Regions from separate parts of the Mus musculus genome. Here region 1 is linked to region 2. The links are chromatin contacts, called in public promoter capture Hi-C maps. All regions are on one chromosome and are shown on one strand. The core of a region is the stretch at or near the end of the contact, and the rest is flanking DNA. Distances in the headings are between cores, read along the strand shown.

Evidence for each region. Promoter capture Hi-C pulls out the DNA fragments that hold promoters and counts their contacts.
Region 1: a promoter capture Hi-C map of embryonic stem cells shows a contact between it and region 2, with 2.8 times the contacts expected there. The contact joins the promoter of Gldn here to the promoter of Cyp19a1 in region 2. A contact is called at or near these places in 7 of 39 promoter capture datasets (cranial neural crest, embryonic stem cells, liver and 4 more), 3 of 484 Hi-C or Micro-C datasets (embryonic stem cells and nephron progenitors), 4 of 115 datasets of contacts at active chromatin or transcription factors (all in embryonic stem cells) and 2 of 9 other capture datasets (adipose tissue and pancreatic islet).

Annotation. Positions count from the first base shown.
Region 1 is chr9:54,284,732-54,291,587 of GRCm38.p6, forward strand. It overlaps Gldn (gliomedin), which reads left to right and starts at 1,755. Exons shown (of 10, transcript NM_177350.5): 1 at 1,755-2,155. The coding sequence starts at 1,793. The region is part of intron 1 of Gldnos (gliomedin, opposite strand); the gene reads right to left.
Region 2 is chr9:54,190,032-54,197,310 of GRCm38.p6, forward strand. It overlaps Cyp19a1 (cytochrome P450, family 19, subfamily a, polypeptide 1), which reads right to left and starts at 3,712. Exons shown (of 9, transcript NM_007810.4): 1 at 3,226-3,712. The coding sequence starts at 3,370.

The DNA of each region.
Region 1 (6,856 bases), core at 505-3,004, 93 kb after region 2:
GGCAGTGCTATGGAGGGAGGTACAAAGCTCCACTGTCCCCTTGTCCTCGGCCCCATCCATATTGTGATCTATTCTTTCCCCAGGACTGGCTCAAAAAGTTGTGGCTCCCAGGCCAGAAGAGCTAAAAGAGCCCTTCTCCTTGACCACAGCAGGTGAGCTGGCTGCAGAGAACCACTGTCTCTTTGGGTTATCTGACTGTGGAGACCAGCAATTGGCCTCTACTTGAGTCTTCCCATCTGACCAGGACTGACCCCTTGAAAGTCCTGGGTTTCTAGGGAAGTAGTGCCATTCTGAGAGAAGCTGACAGAGTGAAGAGGTCTTCTGACAAAGCTCTGAAGTGACTCAATTCAAAAACTGGTGGTCGTGGGAAAGGGTTTTGAGACGGGGTCTCACTATCACGGACTTATCCAGTCTGGTGTCAAACTCAAGCGGCAGCGGCTGCTGCCTCCAGAGTGCTGGGTTTGTTTTGAGATGTGCACCACTGTATCCAGCGTGGAACACAGACTCTTGGATCAGAGCAGGCACCCGAGCTTAGAGGAGTTTCCAGTCCTAAGCAGGCTCTGCAGTCCTTCAGCTGAAAAGAACTTCAATATGTTTGCAGGAATTTGCTTAGAATAGCCCTGGTAGGGACTAGAGAGATGGATCAGTGGTTAAAAGAATTGGCTGCTCTTCCAAAGTACCCCAGGTTCAATTCCCAGCACCTACATGGAGGCAGGCAACGCCTTAATTCTGATACCTTCCTTCCGGTCTCTGTGGGCACTAGGCACACACCTAGTGTACACACACATACACAGACAAAATACACATACACATAAAATAATAAATACATAAAATGGAAAACATGCCTGTAGTTCCAGCACTCAGGCTGAAGCGGGAGTGGCTTCAAGACCAGTTTGAGCTAGGTAGTGAAATCCTGTGTGGCTCTGAAGTAGAGCTCTTGCCTAGCTGTTGCAAAACCCTGGCTTTGATCTCCAACAGGGAGGTGGGGGTGGGAGACTGAGAAAGGACACTGGCGATCATGCCACTCCCAGATGTCTGGCATTGGCCGCTGGCTTTGGAACCAGGTCTCCAAAATCCTTTTTCCTCATCATTCTGCCTCCTCTCTGGTCTGGGTCTCAAGGGCAAGTTCTTCGTCCTAGAAGTCGTTTTTTGGGATGATCCTTGCTTGCTAAGCCAACCTGGCTTTTCTGGTTCTGATGGGTGACTTTTTACACTTCTAATGCCAACCATCTCCCTGTCTTCCACTGTCCCCTTTCTGGGAAAGATCTCTTAGGGTCTTTCTTCCATAGGCACATGGTGGCCTTGAGGAGGGGTGATGGGCAGCCTGGGCCTGGGCCTGGGCCCAAGCAGCAGACCTCCCAAGAACAGGGCATGCTTATGGTTTTCTCCAAAGACGACTGGAGGGATAAGGGGGTGGAATCTAGAAACTTCTCAGGCTTTAAGAATTCCTGCCCTCCTCCTCAGTCTGACCCTGACTATGCCTGTCTGGACCCTGGCAATGCCCACGGGCAGGACAGCAAGAAAAGGAAGGGAGGCCTGTTTGCTATTTGCTTGGTCGCCCCTCCTCCGCACTTGTCTCCTCTGGCTTCTCACCCCCTTGCTGCCCGCCTGTCCCTCTGGGCTTCTGGGGCGCCACCACTACTGTCCCCAACCCGCTTCGCCAGACGGGTCTAAAGACAGCCTGACTCACGGCTCTGCCACCAGCCCACGGCTCACGCGAGGCTTTAAAGCCTCTGCCACTGCGGGAGGAGGCCCAGTGCTGCCCTGAGCCGCCCGGCCTGAGCACGCAGACATGACCCGAGCCGCAGAGCGAGGCCAAGGGGCTACAGGCTGGGGGCTGCGCGGCGCCCTGGTGGCCATAGCGCTGCTGTCCGCACTGAACGCCGCGGGCACCGTGTTCGTGCTGTGCCAGTGGCGGGGGTTAAGCGCGGCGCTACGGGCGCTGGAGGCTCAACGCGGCCGAGAGCAGCGCGAGGACAGCGCCCTACGCGCCTTTCTGGCCGAATTGAGTCGTGCGCCGGGCCGGGTCCCCGAACCATCCCAGGACCCCATGAGCGCAGCGCGCAACAAGCGCAGCCACAACGGCGAGCCTGCGTCACACATCCGTGCGGAGAGCCAGGACATGATGATGATGATGACCTACTCCATGGTGCCGGTAGGCAGGGGCTCGTCCCCGTGGCGCCCCCGTCAGGCTGGGGCAGAGGGAGGTGATGGGAGCCGGGATCCCCTGGCCAGGGGCAAGGTCCTAGAGAGAATCTTGGGTATCTGTGTGGCTAAGGAGGTCATCCTGGCACTCTGCTTAACTCTTTTGAGATCAGTCTTTTTATCTACAGGGACCGGGCAGGGCAAGCCTTCACTTCTGACATCTTTTGAGTCTGCAGGTAAATGAGGGACGTGAGCAGTATTAAGAGCCTTTCTCAACTTTTGTCAAAAGTTTCCTGGGTGTGAACTGACCCACAGAGTCTCGGAAACCAAAGAGGAGACTTTTCTTCAACAAAGGAGTCCTTTGCCTGGCACAGTCTAGTAGTTAGGCTTCCTTCCCATCTGGCCCGGGCTCATTCCTGTAAGAATATAACCAAACTTGCCACCTAGTTGCTGGAAGTTGTCTGTGGCTCTCAAGCTGTTCCAAATAGGAGGGACTGATGCAGTGTAACTTTTATTAGAGTGCGAATACACACTAATGAAGCCAAGGTTCTTAATGTGGGTCGCTTCACAAGCTCAGAAGAATGGAAAGCCAGAACTGCTGGTGTGAGCTGTCTCTTACATGCAACGTCTGTATGCAGCCAGGGAAGGTTCCGGCATTAATCTTTTTTTTTTTTCTGTTAAGCACCCACTCTTCCCTCCTTCCCTCCCTCCCTCCCTCCCTCCCTCCCTCCCTCCCTCCCTCCCTTCCTCCCTTCCTTCCTCCCTTCCTTCCTTTGACAGTTTCATGTAACCTAGGATGGCCTTCAACTGGCTGTTGTAGCCAAGGGTGACCTTGGACTTCAACTCTTCCCCTGCCTGGGTGTCAGGATTACAGACTTGTGCCACAACACCCCTGGGCCTCTCTCTACATTCTCCAAGTAATTCCCTTCCTGAGAGTTGAGAAACACTAGTCTAAAGCAAAGACTTTTAAAGAAAAACCTCCTTTCTTCCAGTTTTCGGGTGTTCCGTTTTGGTTGGTTTGCATCCAGTGGTTCTTTAACAGCTACACTTAGGTCACATCCCCCACCCCCACCCCCACCCCCACCCCCTTGCCCCGGGCCCCTTCCATTTCCCATTCCCTTTCATCCGCTCCAATAGCCATGGTCTTATTTCACTTTATAATTAGAACATGTCCAATTGACCCTCCAAGTCCAGTGAGCCATACTTTGGAATCCTATATGTTTGAAGAGAAGTCTACTTTAAACATGTGCTGTTACTAAAGAAGTTTTCAGCGACTGTGTGTGAGTTGAAAGGCTTTTAGGACAACAAACAGCACACACTCCAAATACCTAGTCTGAGAAAGGTCGAGCTTTCCATTTCTAGCCTCACATTTTCACTCAAGTAAAAAATTTAAAAACGAAGCCTAAGCAAACATTTCAGAAACTCCAGCCTCTGTAAGATGAAGAGGGCTCGCTGGGGAACCCTAGGGCACTCTTTTGGCCCTTCATTCTGCATTTTAAAAGGTTTTTTAAAAAAAAAAAAAACCTTCCAAGAGAGATGCATCTGAGCAACAACACTTTCTACCTCCAATCCTGCTTTTAAGGTAGATGGTTTGGATCCAAATTGCAGCCCATTCAGTCCCTAGCAGAAGAGAATGAGCTCATTTCCCAGGTCCCTCTGAACACCTGCTGCTGTTACAGATCGGCACAGAAACTGCAGCGAGCAGCTTAGCAGCAGCACCCGCTGACCTCACATCTGCAGTGCGTATGTTGAGACCTTTTTGAGTCACTGAGGGAGATGCAGCAAGACCAGAATATAGTGATCACATTGATGAGTGTGAGCAACTCTCATCATGTCTTCATGGAAGTAGTCGGGGTGTCATACATACTCTAAGAACACTGCAACTCTACAGTGCACATAAGTATCTTGGGCATGTTGGGCAGTGCAGGTTTCGATTCATACGGTCGAGGACAGTGGTTCTCAACCCTCCTAATGCTGAGACCTTTCAATACCTTCATGCTGTGGTGACCCCCCCAACCATAAAATTATTTCGTTGCTACTTCACAACTGTAATTTTACTCCTGTTATGAATCATAATGTAAATATCTGATATGTGGCCCCCTATGGGTGTCATGATCTAGAGGTTAAGACCCGCTAGCGGGTCTAAGGTATGAAATTCTGCATGGCAGACAAGTGCCCACCAATCTCAGCGCTGCAGGTTTAAGGGCCACATTTTGAGTAAGGAGGTCCTAGAACCCTAGAGTCATCAGAGACACCTGAAACCTATCGGTACCTGAATCCATCCTAGATATTATTCCAAGTGGATCAGTCTGAGGTGTGGCCTGGGATGGAGAGATCACTTACTGGCAGACAGGAGAGTGATATGAGGTCCTGAGGAGAGTCAGGTATCTGGTTTAAATGCTTTCAGTTCCCACCAGGCCTTGCTTTAAGCAATGGAGCCAATTTCACTGCTGAAATGCCTTTGTCTGTCTGTCTGTCTGTTTGTTTGTTTTGCTTTATATTAGCAATATACTTCTCATCCTCACAAATTTTCTCTTCAAGAAACCAATTTGTTACAAAAAAAAATCTCTGGGCATCTCAAGTAGACTCGTTAGGTCTTAGGAAGTCTTAACAGTTAAGAGAAGACTCTAGAATAAATCACGGAGGTAGACATGTCTACTTCTTATGCTTGAAATACCCATCCACCCCCAGGGCCCTTTTTTTATAGTATCAGATCTTGAGTGTAAGATCTGTGGACCATCCCAGGGCCTCATGCTCAGACTCTTATGTTGGAGATCTAAGGACGAGAAGCAAGCTCTACGCAGATTAATGCCAGCATTTTCAAATAACCGTCCAGAGTGGCCTGTTTATCCAGGACTAGCTTCCTTCCTTGTGGGTTGTGTCTGTGCTTTTGGCTAAAACAAAAAGTACGCAGCTCGCCCAGCATGGGCTTTCTGATCTGCACTGCTGAAGTACAGTTAATTTGACATAGACAGGCATATTAATGATTTTTTTTAAAGCAAGGAAATGTGTTGGAGGAAAGGTGTTGAGTGGGACAGTAGGCATAACTTGGGGAGCACGCTGCCAGAAAGAGAAGGGATATGGGAATCCATGGTAAGGATGAGCACAGACCTACGTCCTCCTGTCCTGTAGGGGGCACACGGCTGCCTCGTTTCTCTTTCCCACAACCTTTGGTAATCTTCTCTTCCAGCAGAATCAATCTGCCTCCTCTCCCCACTGTCTCTCTATGTGCATCCCTCTTCTCCTGCCCCTCCTTCTCCTAGCTCCTCTTTCTTTATATCTTACTGATACCCTGGTACCTTTGCTCTGTTATCTTCTCTGACCCCAAATCTAGAGCATCCAGAAGAACTTTCACTTGAAAAAAAAAAATCAAAGTAGCATAGAAAACCTGCAATGCACAGAGGCTGATGACTATAACTCCATAGCAATGTTAGCCGTGGGTACCAAGCACACTCCCACACCTGAAATATCATTCAAAAGTCTGGATACTTCTCTAATAAGAAAGCTACTTTTTTTTTCTATAAGTAAATCCAAATAATTTATCAAGGAAGATAAGAATAATTAAATAACTTTCTGGTACTACATGGGGCATATGATAGAGTTTAAGACCTACCCCAGATTGCTATTTTAGAGAGGGCTTTACTATGTCATAGGCTAGCCTTCAGATCTCCCTCTATCTGCCTGAATCTCCTAAGCACTGAATTTACTATACCTAGCTCTTTGTTTAATATATTTTCTATATATTTAAAAAATATATTTCATGTGTACTGGTGTTTTGCCCGCATGTATGTCTGTGTGAGGGTGTTAGGTCCTCTGGAACTGGAGTTACAGACAGCTGTGAGCCACCATGCTGAAAACTAGGGTTCTCTGGAAGAGTAGGCAGTGCTCTTAACCATTTTATTTTGCTTTGTCAACCAGGCCAGCCTCAACCTCAACTCAGAGATCCCCCTGCCTCTGCTTCCCAAGTGCTGGGATTAAAGCCACATGACACCATTCCCCAATTTTCTATAATTTTAAAGGTTTATTTTATGGTATGCATTTTACCTGCATGTATGTGTATGTGCCATGTGTTTGCCTGGGAGTCAGAAGAAGGCTTCAGATCACCCTGGAAATAGAGTTACAGAAGGTTGTGAGCCACCATTTGGGTGCTGGAAACCCAACCAGGGTCCCACCAAGTGTTCTTAAACACCGACCCATCTCTCCAATACTTTTTAACGTATAACATTATAATGCAAATCAATAGATGCTGTCTTTTTTTTTTTTCCATTTTTTATTAGGTATTTAACTCATTTACATTTCCAATGCTATACCAAAAGTCCCCCATATCCACCCACCCCCACTCCCCTGCCCACCCACTCCCCCTTTTTGGCCCTGGAATTCCCCTGTACTGGGGCATATAAAGTTTGCAAGTCCAATGGGCCTCTCTTTCCAGTGATGGCCGACTAGGCCATCTTTTGATATATATGCAGCTAGAGTCAAGAGCTCCGGGGTACTGGTTAGCTCATAATGTTGTTCCACCTATAGGGTTGCAGATCCCTTTAGCTCCTTGGCTACTTTCTCTAGCTCCTCCATTGGGAGCCCTATGATCCATCCATTAGCTGACTGTGAGCATCCACTTCTGTGTTTGCTGGGCCCCGGTCTGCGTCCTTTCAATAAAATCTTGCTAGTGTATGCAATGGTGTCAGCGTTTGGATGCTGATTATGGGGTGGA
Region 2 (7,279 bases), core at 2,462-4,961:
ACACCCTTGAGAGATGCGTGCACACCCTTTTTCACAGCAAGACTGTTGTCCTTAGGACCCCAGCTGGAGGCATTGTCTGCTCTATGAACCGTGAGATTTTTGTAACGCTCAAGACTGTATAGCAGTGGAAAGGAAGCACAATGCTATCACCATCTGGATGGATCCTGCTGACTTAACAGTAATCAAAAGGAGCAATGGAGACAAACAGTATACGTGTATTGCTAAAATATTTAAAACAAGACAAAAAAATCTATATTGTCTGACGGTATGACATTGGGTCCCAAACTGTCACAAGGCAGTAATTGTTACAAAATCCAGGAAAAACATTTTACCTCTGAAAGAGACAGAAGGGGGGGGGAGGGAGAAAGGGAGAGATGGGGAAAAGGAAGAAGAGAAATAGAGGAAGAGAGGATGGCGTGAAGACCATCTGGAATAGTTAGCATCCTATTCCTTGTGAAGAACTCTGATAGCAAGTCTGTCGTCACCTTGTTCAGTTTTCTGTAAAATATTTTCTTAAGAAAAAAGAGGGACATGTTGTCATGTCTACTCCCGAGTGTCGCATGTCACACTCCTTTGTGTGAAATGCCCAAGAAAGAATCTATTACCTACAGGGAGAGAACCAATGTCAAGACTGGGGCAGCCTTGTGTTCGAGGAAGGGAAGGTTGCCAGGGAGAAGGCAACACATGCTGAACTAGAGGACTTGGGATATTGATCAGAATTGAAGTGGCACTGCCTCCCACGGGAACCAGTCTTTGCTCCCCAACTTTTGCAGCCTCCTTCCCCTCCGTATCAGCCTGCCTTTCCATGTCAGGGCCCCCACCTTTGTTCCTTGCCTATCCCTTGCTGTCAAGCAAAGATCTAGCTTGACTTCTCAGCAAGCATAAATGATGAGGCTTAGATCGCTCCATGAGCCATAACACAGGGGGTAAAACCTCTCCTCTTTGACTACAGTTTCTTCTACAAAAACAAAAAACAAAAAACCAAAACCTGGCACTGTCACCAACATTACCAGACAGTGAGCAGAAAGCCGCCTCAACTGAAGTTTACTAGATAAGGGCTTTTAGTCACTACAGCTTTTAAATTCCCTTAGGCTTTTTAGGACCCAGAATACCCTCAAAGTTGTGAATCCAAGAGTCCAGAGAGTCATTATTTGGGAGCAATGACGGAAGAGTCCAGAAGGACAGACCAGTTTTCTTATTTCCTATGCCTGACAGGAGCCAGAGAATCCTGGGCTGGGCCTCTGTGGAGAACTGACCAGAGCTTGCATTTGCAAAGTGTGACTGTAAGGTGGGAACTCACAGTCTGATTTTCTCCTCGGGGCTCCTGTCTTCCTTCTAGCTGGGCATCAGCAGACCATTTCCCTCCTTTGGGATTTAACCCTTTATTTTGTTTGGACTTTCTGGCTTCTCTTACTTCTTAAACCATGTTCCTTGGCAACACAGATCATCCGGGGCTTTCCCCTTCTAACACACAGAGGAGTTGGGCTTATCTCTGTGGCTCTCAAACTTGGCTGCTCATGAAAAACCACCAAGGAAAGGTTTTACAGTATCAACCCACAGGCTCTACCAACAGGACCACTGTCCTGTCTAGGTGATTGACACTGAAGACAAGCAGTGCCATATCCCTGGCCCAGAAGTGGTAAATACAGGAAGTACCACCTCCCTTCCTGACCCAGGCCCCAGGACTGTCACTTCTCACTGTGCCTCTTTTAAAAGTATATGTTTTAGCCAAGTGTGGTGGTTACGTGATTTTAATCCCAGCACTCAGGAGGGAGAGGCGGATAAATCTCTGTGAGTTCAACACCAGCCTGATCTACATTACATAATGAGTTTTAGACAAGCCGAATGGTCCCGGCTGCATAGCGAGGTCCCTGTCTCAAAAACAAAACAAAACAAAACACCCAACAACAACAACAACAAAACTGTTTAAGGTTGCAATTCAAACACTCCAGGGAAGGGCTTGGGAACCAGCTAGCAAACTAATCTCCTTTAAAGTTGTTCTTATACTAAAATTTGAGAATTGTGTGGCTTTCTTGACAGATACGGTGCTGATTTCTTATGATACAGGCTGGACTTTAGCATCTGAGCCTATGACAGGGAAACAGAGATGTTCTACTGCATCCTACCCTCATCCTTTCCCCTGACCAAGGAGCTCACCACTGGAAGGGAAATCTGTGGCAGGGAGTATCCAAGCCAAGGTAGACGTCAACACACTTAACTCAGTGTTCAGCTAAATTAGAAATTAAAGTGCCAGGCTGAACCAGATAGATGGGCAACTATGGGAAACACATGAGAAAGAATCCAGGCACAGCGTTTGGTCTGTGCACTCCCTGGTGCAGCTGTCACTTCCAACTGCCTTGTTCAGAGTCTCAGCACATTTGTGAATGTGTGGTCACTATGGTTTTGAAACAGGCCTTGTTGGATAGCTTACAGAGCTAGAAACTGGTGATAGTGTGAGGAACTCATACCTAAACTTAAAGACACTGTCTGAAATTTCTGTTTGTTCTGAATTAACTTAATAATTGATCATTTCAGCCCCGGTGGCAAAATGGTTCACTGAGATTATCAGAAGAATTATATTAGTCTCTGCTTTCGACTGACACAAAGACCTTGGAATAATTCTGTCCGACTCTGATGCTCCCAGAGAATGGGCCTTGTCCCTATTCTTCTCCCAATAGCCAGTTCTCATTCAACCCTTATGGCACCATCACCATCACCACGCTGCCAATAAAAGAAATGAAGAATACGATTGAGAGAAAGGATAAACGCAAGCAAGGGAGGGGAAGGTGTCCCTGAGGACAGAGGGCAGAGGGGAAGGAAGAGGACGCGAGAGAGGGCAGCCCAGAGGCGCTTCGCCGGCTGGCACAGCAGAGCTGGAATCTATTAGAATCGGGTGGTGCTTGTTTTAATTTAGCCAAAAATTCTAGAACTTGACCCTGCCTACTCCATGTCAAACCTCCCAAAGCACTGCCCAGACTGGAGGGAGCATCTAACACCCATTTGTGATGTGGTCATCTGTCGTGGGCAGGTGATCAGTTTACCATGTCCTAATCTTCACAAGTCCAGCTTGTGAGCTGTGCTTCTTCTTCGAAGAAGAGCAATTTTGCTCTTCTTACAAAATAAATAAACAAACAAATAAAATAAAATAAATAGATAATGCATGCCACAGACCAAAAAGCCCCGTGAAACTCTTTCTGTTAGTGTAGAATTAAAGCAACAGCTTACCTGGTATTGAAGACGAGCTCTCACAATTCCAAATCAGGAGAAGGAGGCCCATGATCAGCAGGAGTGGCATGGCACTGACAGTCACAGTTTCCGGGACCATGATGGTGACATTATACTGCATGGGGTTCAGCATTTCCAAGAACATCTTGCGCTATTTGGCCTCAGAAGAAAAAAAAAAAAGTAAAGTTCTATGGGAAGAAAGCAGTGGTGGAGTTAGAACGTAACCCAGCGGTTTGGCTGTGGCTCCTGTCACTTGGAAGGGTGCTGGATTGGAGAGATGGGCATTTTGTTTTATAGTGATTGGACACTTAGACAAGACAAATTTGTGGTTACAAGTCAAAACAAGGATGACCTTGGGAGGCTCAGGTTCTGTTCAACAGTTGGTCTGATAGAACCTTATCATCTCGCCCTTGAGTTAGTAGAGTGACGTGCTCAATTGAGAGTCAACTCTCTGAAGTTCATTCCAGAGGAACAATCACAATGCTGTGATTTCATCAGCAGCATTTGCTGAGGCAATCCTCCTTATTAAAAGCAAACTCAATTAACAAAACAAATCATGAGCAGGAAAAGGCTCCCGTACCCAAGTCTAACAACCTGAGTTCATCCCCCAGGACACACACACACTATAAATATATAATTATAAAAATAAATCAACATACACAATGTCCTAATTCCTACCCATAATCAAAATTATTTTCCCGGACTGTACCCTTCTACAGAAAGAATGCATTTCTTGGGCACCATCAAAGTGTTCAGAGAGTCTTCATTAGGGCATCTATGAAATTCAAGATATGTTACTCATGGCAGTCTTTGGTGGCTTTAATGAGGATCTAGAACTAGGACCATAGGCTGGTTAAACAGTGTTCATGGGGGTCAGCAGGAGAGGCAGTGGGGATGGAAGGGGCACGAATAAAGAGGGAGAAAGAAGGAGGCTGGAGAGATAGCTCAGTGGTTAGGAACACTGGCTGTTCTTCCAGAGATCCTGAGTTCAACTTCCAGCAATCACATGGTGGCTCACAACCATCTGTAATGGGATCTGATGTCCTCTTCTGGTGTGTCTGAATACAGCTACAATGTACTCACATACATAAAATAAATAAATCTTTTTTTAAAAGAGGGAGAAAGGAAAAATGATGGAGTGGGCAGAGAACAGTAAGAGTAGTGTGCCCTGCAGTGACTCAGGTGCCACTCAGCCATCTGTTCCTAGTGATGACTTGTGCCCTGTGCAGGTCATTCCTCTTTAGGCTGAGCTGCTGGACCTGCAGGTTTCAACAACAGCATGCTGAGGTGTCTTCAGTCAGGTTTTATCAAAAACTCTTACAGGGAGGAGCTTTAGAGATGGCAGTAGTTAAAAACAAAAACAAAACAAAAAGCAGAAACAAAAAAGCCAAAAACTTAAGTTTGAGAAGCTTGTATCATTTTCATCAAATGCATTTTCCAATGGCAGATGACCCACTCCAAGCTTATGTAGTAGATACAGGCAGAAAATTTTGGCTGAGTTTGACCTGAGTTTGACCTCACACTGGAACTCTATGTCCACAAAAGTGATTTCAAATTGGACATCAGGAGCTCTGTGGATTCCCTGATGTGCTGCAGAAATTTTTGAATGGGCTCACATACACTTTTTTTTTTTAAATATATTATTTTTATGTGTGTGTTTGCATGGGTGTATGCACATATTTATGCAGGTGCTTGACGAGGCCAGAAGAGGGAGCTAGAGTCACAGGCACGTGTGAGTTGCCTGCCATGAGGGCTGGGAACCGAAAGTGCACATTCCTGTGAGCAGCCAGCACTCTTAGCCGTGGAGTAGGGTCTCTCCAACCCACACATGCACTTTTGAGGGGAGAAAGGCCATACCTTTCACCAGACTCTAGGGCACTATGTAATAACATTTCTCCCCTGACCTCTACGCAACCTTTGGTTTCTAGCAACCACAGAAATTTCACAATTGAATTTATTCAGTTTGTTCTTCATTTGTTAACTCATTATATTACGCTACCATTCAATAATAATTAAGTTCAAGACACTGGAAAAGTGTCTGTGCATATGATGAGCAGTCTAATTGTTACAGTTTTCCAGTTGCTCTGAGTGGGAAATGAAGAGTCGGCAGCTGTTTGTAGCTGCTCCCTTTGTTAACTTTGGACAGTTTTTTTTTTCTCTTGCAGAGAATAAAATGCTCAACAGAAAAAGGAAGCAGGCCAATGAGATAGCTTAGGGGGTAAAGGCACTTGCAGCCTGTATTTGAGCCCCGGAACCCACAAGGTAGAAAGAGAGAACCAACTCTTATACTGTCCTCTGACCTCCACAATGGCACTGAAGCATTTGAACACACACACATACACATAGACACATACACACACAATTAACAACAACAACAGACACATACATGTAGCTATTTCCTATGAGTCGAAATGTTCCCTCCTGGAGGCAGACAGGAAGCTCAGGATTCGGGATATTCAGAATGCCGCATGGTGTGTGTGATCCATTTCCAGCATTGTAGAACTGAGAGATGAGTGTGAGGAAATTCTCTTCACTGGAAATGCCTGCCAATTGATCAGAGGGTTTGAGGTGTGTCACGCTGTGAGTCTTCCCCCGTGCTGGGGTGGGCCTTCAGTGAAGCGCCTGCCTTTTTGTCACCTGTGTTCCTGGAACACCAGTAAACTCATTGCCTCACTGAGCTAGATTTGGGAGGAATCGTATCTTTAGTCTGTTTAGTGTTGTCAATGCTCTAGCACGAGGAATACATGATTGTTCACATCATGGAAAATACACACATACTCACACACAAATGCACAAACATGCATGCACACATACACAGAGGAGCATTCGATGCACCCACCCGCACACATACATGTGCACAACTTTCAAGTGCTCAGTGCCTTCAAGAGCAATATAACTACCAGAGTCTTCACTGTCCCCCTAAAGGTCATTGTCTCAGGTGTAATGCCTTCACTTAATGCCCTGGTCAACCTCAGGCTAATGAAATGCCAAGTCTCTATGCAAAGTCCCCAGCTTGATTCATGGCAAAACCTGAAGGGACAGAGTCTGGCTTTGGTGTCCTGACAACCTTTGGGTTAGGGTACAGCCTTAGTCCCCATATTGCCAGAAGGGATTCCTAGACACCCCAGTTAAAGCCTCTGCAAGGAATGGATGTAGGTGTTATCAGATCATACCACTACTACTTTCTGTCTGTCCACCAGGGAGACTAGCTGGTGAGTCTGAGTCTGAGGAATGAGTACAAGTCTCCCTCTTTTTCATTCTCTCCAGTATCCCCAGACTCCCGCTTTTATGTCCCTCGTTCCTGAAAACATAGCCTAGCCATGTTGGCTCCCCCTCGGTGCACCCCTTTCATTGGGCTTTCCCCCGGGGGAATGACTCCTAAGGTTACCACTAGAAGCAAGACATTTGTAACCTCAACTCCCTGGAGTTGAGGATCTTGAAAACATAAAAACATTTATGGGATGGTTTTTCAAGTGAACGACAACTTCTAGAGAGAGCAGAGAGTCTTTTGTCTGGAGAACATTCTGTTCTAAGAAGAGAGGGACTGTAGAGTGGAAGGCTTGGTAGAAGTGGATGGGAAAGCTTGATGCTAAGAAAAAAGAGCCATTAGCAAGCAAGAAAGAAACACAGACAGACACACACACAGAGACAAAGACACACACACAGAGACAGAGACAGAGAGACAGAGAGACAGAGAGACAGAGAGACAGCAAGAAAGCTAGGTTCCAAAGCTCCAAAAGAGGGGTATATGTGAAGCACACTGGGCCTGGCACATTCGTATAGACTGTGGTTGTGGTAAAGATGCTGGAGTTTTTCCTAAGAGAAACGAGAAGCTAACTAAGTGTGAAATGAGAGGAAATGAAGGGTGTCACCAAAATTCCTTCCTTGGAGAATATATAAACAACTATCCCCTCATCAGAGGTCCTAAAGACATTCGGAGGCATGATTCCACCACAGCTCACTCTGAAGAGCCAATGAGTTCATTGGGCTTACTTACAGAGATATGGGTGAAAGGTTACGGGCTGGAGCACAGGTGGCCTTAAAGCCCCCACAC